Regions from separate parts of the Mus musculus genome. Here region 1 is linked to region 2. The links are chromatin contacts, called in public promoter capture Hi-C maps. All regions are on one chromosome and are shown on one strand. The core of a region is the stretch at or near the end of the contact, and the rest is flanking DNA. Distances in the headings are between cores, read along the strand shown.

Evidence for each region. Capture Hi-C pulls out chosen DNA fragments and counts their contacts.
Region 1: a contact with region 2 is called in a promoter capture Hi-C map of liver, with 5 times the contacts expected there. The contact joins the promoter of C9orf72 here to the promoter of Ube2j1 in region 2. A contact is called at or near these places in 1 of 39 promoter capture datasets (liver), 1 of 484 Hi-C or Micro-C datasets (CD4 T cells) and 2 of 9 other capture datasets (adipose tissue and liver).

The regions. Positions count from the first base shown.
Region 1 is chr4:35,224,406-35,227,105 of GRCm38.p6, forward strand. It overlaps C9orf72 (C9orf72, member of C9orf72-SMCR8 complex), which reads right to left and starts at 1,431. Exons shown (of 11, transcript NM_001081343.2): 1 at 1,383-1,431.
Region 2 is chr4:33,030,015-33,032,714 of GRCm38.p6, forward strand. Ube2j1 (ubiquitin-conjugating enzyme E2J 1) reads left to right here and starts at 1,366. Exons shown (of 8, transcript NM_019586.4): 1 at 1,366-1,602. The coding sequence starts at 1,572. 4933421O10Rik (RIKEN cDNA 4933421O10 gene) reads right to left here and starts at 1,309. Exons shown (of 2, transcript NR_036602.1): 1 at 843-1,309; 2 at 1-507.

The DNA.
Region 1 (2,700 bases), core at 181-2,680, 2.2 Mb after region 2:
ACTACTTCTCCATCCTCTTGGTTATCAGATCTGGTGTCTGCCAAGGTACCAAGGTGCCTGCGTTCAGGTGAATCTTGTTTTGCTTAACAGGGGTGAAGTACAGTAAGTTACTTTGAAACACAAAGCGATCACATTCACAGGACTTTTACAGAGCAGCTGCAATGGCTCGACTTTATTATCAGTTATTTGTAATCTCTTATTGTGCCTACTTTCTAAACTTTAACATCTGTGTATGAAATGTAATGAAGGGAAAACACCTATATCCACACGATGGGTGTATGTAGGCGTTTCCTGAGATTTCAGGCTATACTGGGGGCCTCCTGGAATGTCCTCTTTAACTGAGGGGACGCTTACTATATTTCAAATATTCTGATTCCATATTATTAACATAATCTCAATCTCTTTCCTCCTCCTCTTCCTCCTTCTTCCTTCCTTTCTCTCTCTCTCTCTCTCTCTCTCTCCCCCCCCCCTCTCTCTCTCATATTTTAAGTTTTCCAAGTGGACTAACGATTCTATCTTAAAGTATTTTCCAGTCCCTTTTGGGCCCTTAATATAAAGTAAAAGTACTACTGAGACAGACTGTGTACCCGTTTTTCTCAACTGGTGACGAACGGGAACAGTGTAACAAGAAATTTATCCATCTGCCGGGACAAAACTCTACAAGAGCCTAATAGTCCCCACACCAGAAAGCGCAACCAATCCCTCCCAGGCAAATGCACTCCTGGCCAGACAGACCCTGTGTGGACAGACTTAATCAGTGCACTTCTCTCTCTGCAACTGATTACCATCAGTCAAGTGATGCCCAAGTCACAATGGTCACTTCCTTTAATAAGTCTGTACAACCGCGGAGCTGTGAGGCAACCAGGTCACGTCCCACAGAACTGGGGAACAACCTGGTAAGAGTAGCAGCCCATGTAAGTGGGCATCCGCACTCCTTGCAAACTTCTGCGAAATCCTGCCTGCGTGTTGTTCTGTCCGTCCTTACTCCATCCCACCGGCGCTTTCTCCTCCCGGGCGGGGACCCTCGGGAGACCTGACTGGGTCGCAGGACCCACCAGCTGTCGCCGGGCCAGGCCCCTGGGGCCCAGGCTTGTGGCGGTGGGGGCCGCGCTCGCCGTACTCCCGGAGGGTTCCCTCAAGGGCCCGGGAGACGCTCCGGGTCGGGATCGGGGAGCGCGGGCGGACAGCAAAGATGAGGCCCATCCCCATCCCCTCCGCACCGCCGCGGCCCCCGCAACTCCTGCAAGGCCAAGGGCTCTTTCGCCCGGGGGACAGGGAGGAGTTCACCTCGAAGGAGAAAAAAACCCCGCTGGTACCCGGAGCCGGCCGGCCCGCGAGCCGACCGTGGCAGCAGCCCCCCTCCGCCCGCGCGTCTCACTCACCCACTCGCCGCTGCTGCGCCTTCACCGCCGGCGCAGGGACCGCAACCGCAGCCCGCTCCGGGCCCCGCCCCGGGACCGCCCCGCCCCGGACACGCCCCCAGGCCCGCCCAGTCGCAGTCCCGCCCCCAGTCCACAGCAGACCCAGAATCTGCAGGGCTCCCCGGTGCGGATCTCTGCAGTCTTGTTTCCTTCTTTTGTCCTTGGTCACCGTTGTGGAGTTAAGTTGCGAGCTGAGGCAACCAAAACGCACCTCCCTCGCACACCCTCCCTGGACTGTCTAGACACCACTTTCCACCTAGAAGGAAAGGGCAATTGGGATGGCTGTCACTACAAACGCCATCTTTCACGTGGGCGGAACTCGTCTCTGCTTGACGCGCCGCGGTTCCCTCGTGGGACTCCGTAAGTTCCGGGTTGGCGCTTTCACTTTGCTTTGCCAGCCTTGAGATGCCAGTGGCAGCTGGCCAGGCGGAGGCTGTCATGGGCTTTGTAGCTTTTCTTCCAAGAGCCGCTCAGGAAAAGCATGGGCAGAGCTGAGCTCAACCTAGATAGATAGTGTCACCTGCGTTATCTATCTAGGTTACGAAGCGTAGTTTGTGGTTGTAAGTAGTTTTGCTTTGTTTTGTTTGGGAGTTGGCAGGTAGTGGGTGCTCAACAAATATTTAGTGAGTGAGTGGATTTCCTTTGGTCCCTATGACACGGTTAAATGCCGTAAGTCTGCGTGCACACTGTACGTGTTCACTCCGCAACAAGCACAATGATTCCCCCACCCTCTGTGCGTAGTCACCGTGTTTTCTTCTAAACGTCATTTTTGCCAAATAGCACAGTGCACTTTGTTTTTTAACCTTTGGGAAAAGAACACCATGACGTCTGATTTATTGATTGATTGATTGGTTTGTAACTGTATTGTGGCTTTTCACTACAGATGAGTAGTGTTTATTATTTTCCAGCAACTTTTCATCATTTATAGGGAAAAGAAAGGCATTAATAACAGAATACCTATCAATACCACCTTCGGTAAAAATAGAACTCTCACCAGGTATTGTATGCTTTTTTTTTTTTTTTTTTTTTTTTTTTTTTTTTTTTTTACCTAGCAGTTGTCATTCTATCAAGTTCTTACAGTGTTTTGTACCGTGGTCTTCAGATGTATATCTCATAAATGAAGTATACATCTGAGAGTTAAAAATACATCCAGACACACAGAAATAGCATAGGACCATGTTTGGAAGGCTAGGGTTAAGAGTGCGATGCTGTAGTCAAAGTGGGTGAGTTTGCAGGTAAGGAAGGCAGCTGAGTGAGGCCAGTCAGCTAATCCACAACA
Region 2 (2,700 bases), core at 116-2,615:
TTTGCTGAAAATTGTTACTTTCTTCTAGGAGGGAATTTGTTCTGAAGAAACAAAGTATTCTTTTGACAAACCTACATTTCTGGGAAAATTAATCTTTCCGACCCAGTTAACAGTCAAGCAATTAGTAACTTTTAGCATTTACTCCTTTTTTAAAAAAAAATCATATTTACCCTCTCTGTACATGTTTATATTTAGAAAAAAATTAAGAGTTGACTTTTCTCTTGCAGTGATTATAATTAAGCTTTGCCATGGGCCCATAACTCAATGCCGGATTTGTTGCTGTCTTTTACCTAAGGAAGAGCCCCCAAGGACGAGGTGATGTGGCTTCAAGAATAAAATAAAAGAGAAACATCCTTATCTCCATTGTTGGGAGGAAGAGGAGAGCCTCAGGGCAAAGTGCCTTCCGAGTCTGGCTGGCGGGCGGATGGGAACGACTACACCCCCTCGGCAGGCCTGGTCATGGGGCCGGTCGGAGCAGCGCAGGTTGCTGGATGCTAAATTTGAGGACTGAACACAAAGAATGAAAGCTTAATGGAGAAGCACATTGAAGCTCGGTTTTGCTTGCTTCTCTATTCTTCAGATTATCACCGTACTATTCAGAAAACATCGCCTTTAATGGCTTAGAAGATGCCACTTAAATCTTTTTTTTTTCCCTCCTCCTTCAGACGGCTGGGAAAAATTACTGACATTCCCACAAACACATTTGACAATGTTAAACAAGAACACTAATCTGTCTAATTGGTTAATCTTCATTCCACCTATAACCTTCTCTAATCTCCGCTGGCTCCCTCCCTTTTTTGAGGCCCTTTTATCTCGGTAAGCCGTCCGAACCAGAACCTTACTTTCTCTGTCCTCCATGATCCGAAAAGACAAACGCACCGCATCTCTTTCAGACCGACCTGTCCCATTTATGCGTTTTTATTAACATTCCAGGCGACCCCTTGGTTTTATTTCTGGGAGGTTCTGATGCACCCCGAAAAACGCTGCCTTAGCTAACCGCACCGCGGAGCTAGGGGCCACTCCCGTCCATCGCACCGAGGCCAACTGCGGGCTCGGAGAAGCGCACATCACGGCGCCGCAGTCCCAGGCCGCGCTCGCCCGCCCGCCGCTCCGGGCTGCGCCGTTCCTCCGAGCTCCCTGCGAGCTCCGCGGGAACCCCTGAAGGGCCCGCGGCGAGTCGGTCTCCCGGGCTGGGCCGAGGGGACGACGAGGGTGCCGCCCGTCTCCCCAGGGCTGCCGGGCGGGCGGGATTCGCGGGACCGCCGCTGCCGAGTGACCGACCGCCACGAAGCGCCCGCCACGTCAGGCCGACTTCACAGACCCGGCGCCGGCGGTGACGCAGCGGCGCGTCAGCCGGGACGTCAGTCCCGCAGGCCGTCCGCAGCCCGGCGCCCCGTTCGGCGACGCCCCGGCGCCCGGCCGGCCCTCAGGGAGGCGGACCCCGCGGCACGCACCTCGCCCGCGGTCGGGCTGGACTGGGCGGTGTCAGCGGAGGCCCTCGCTAGGCGCGTCCGCCGCGCGAGACCCGGGCAGCTGCGGCGCCGACGAGAGCGGCAGCGGGGACGTCCGCCATGGAGACCCGCTACAACCTGAAGAGCCCGGGTGAGCCGGGCTGGGGCGGCGGGCGGGCGGACGGGCGGGGGACCCGGGACTCAGAGCGCGGCGCCTCGGCCCGCTCGTGTCCGCCGGCCCTCGCGGCTGCTCCGGGCTCGCGCTTTACGCGAGGCCGCGGCCGGTCCGGGGGTGCAGGCCGCAGAGCGGGCGGCCGCTGCGGATCCCCCGATGCGCTGGCGCTCCTCCGCTCCTGGCCTCTTCCTCCCGGTGTCTGCGGAGCGAAGCAGGAGACAGCCGAGCCAAGGGCAGGTGCGAAGGCGACGACGGTCCGCACTACTGACCATCCCTGGCCGCATCTGCGTCCTTCGTGTCCCCTCCGCCTCTGCCGACGAACTTTTGTTAGGTGTTTGACTCACATTTGAAATATCCCATTTTTATTGTGGTTGAAATATCCAATTTCAGTATTTGGGGGAGAATTTATAGACGTAGAAAAAAAAAATATGTCCTGTAGCTAAACTAGTTGAGCTGTGCACTTGGGAATTAACCATGATTTGGGGGGGTTGATTGCTACTTTGAATTTCTTTCCTTCAGTTAATGCCCTCAGACAATCCTGGCCTCCAGTTATTTTCTGGTGCACTAAAAACAATGCCAAAAACAAAAAACAAAAAACCCATTATCAGTTGTCATATCTTTTAAGGCAGACGTAGCACAAATTACTGGAGCCTAAAAAATGTACTTTGATAATTTGTCAGGGGGAAAAAACTCCTCCCTGTTAGCTCTGAATAATAAGCCTCAGGGTATTGATGATCATTGAACTAGAACTCTCGTCACCGTTTGTTTTCTTTCCCACACTGCTTCTTAGTTTGGACTTAAGTCTGATATCTTTATGGGAAAGAGTTGGTATTGTGAATCTTTTTAAAAATATATATATATTTTAAATTTTTAGAATATATAAAGGAAAAGCCAGAGAATATTGGCTGAACAGAATGTTGTTAGCTTGAATGCTGATAAGTAAGTGGCCTTAGGGACCAGATGTAGAATTAGTCATTTCTACGGTGTTTGTTTAAAATTTGACCACGCCTGTGTAAGAATTATATGGCTGAATTTTAATGGGACATGTCTCTGTCTTCAGCCCATCACTTAAAA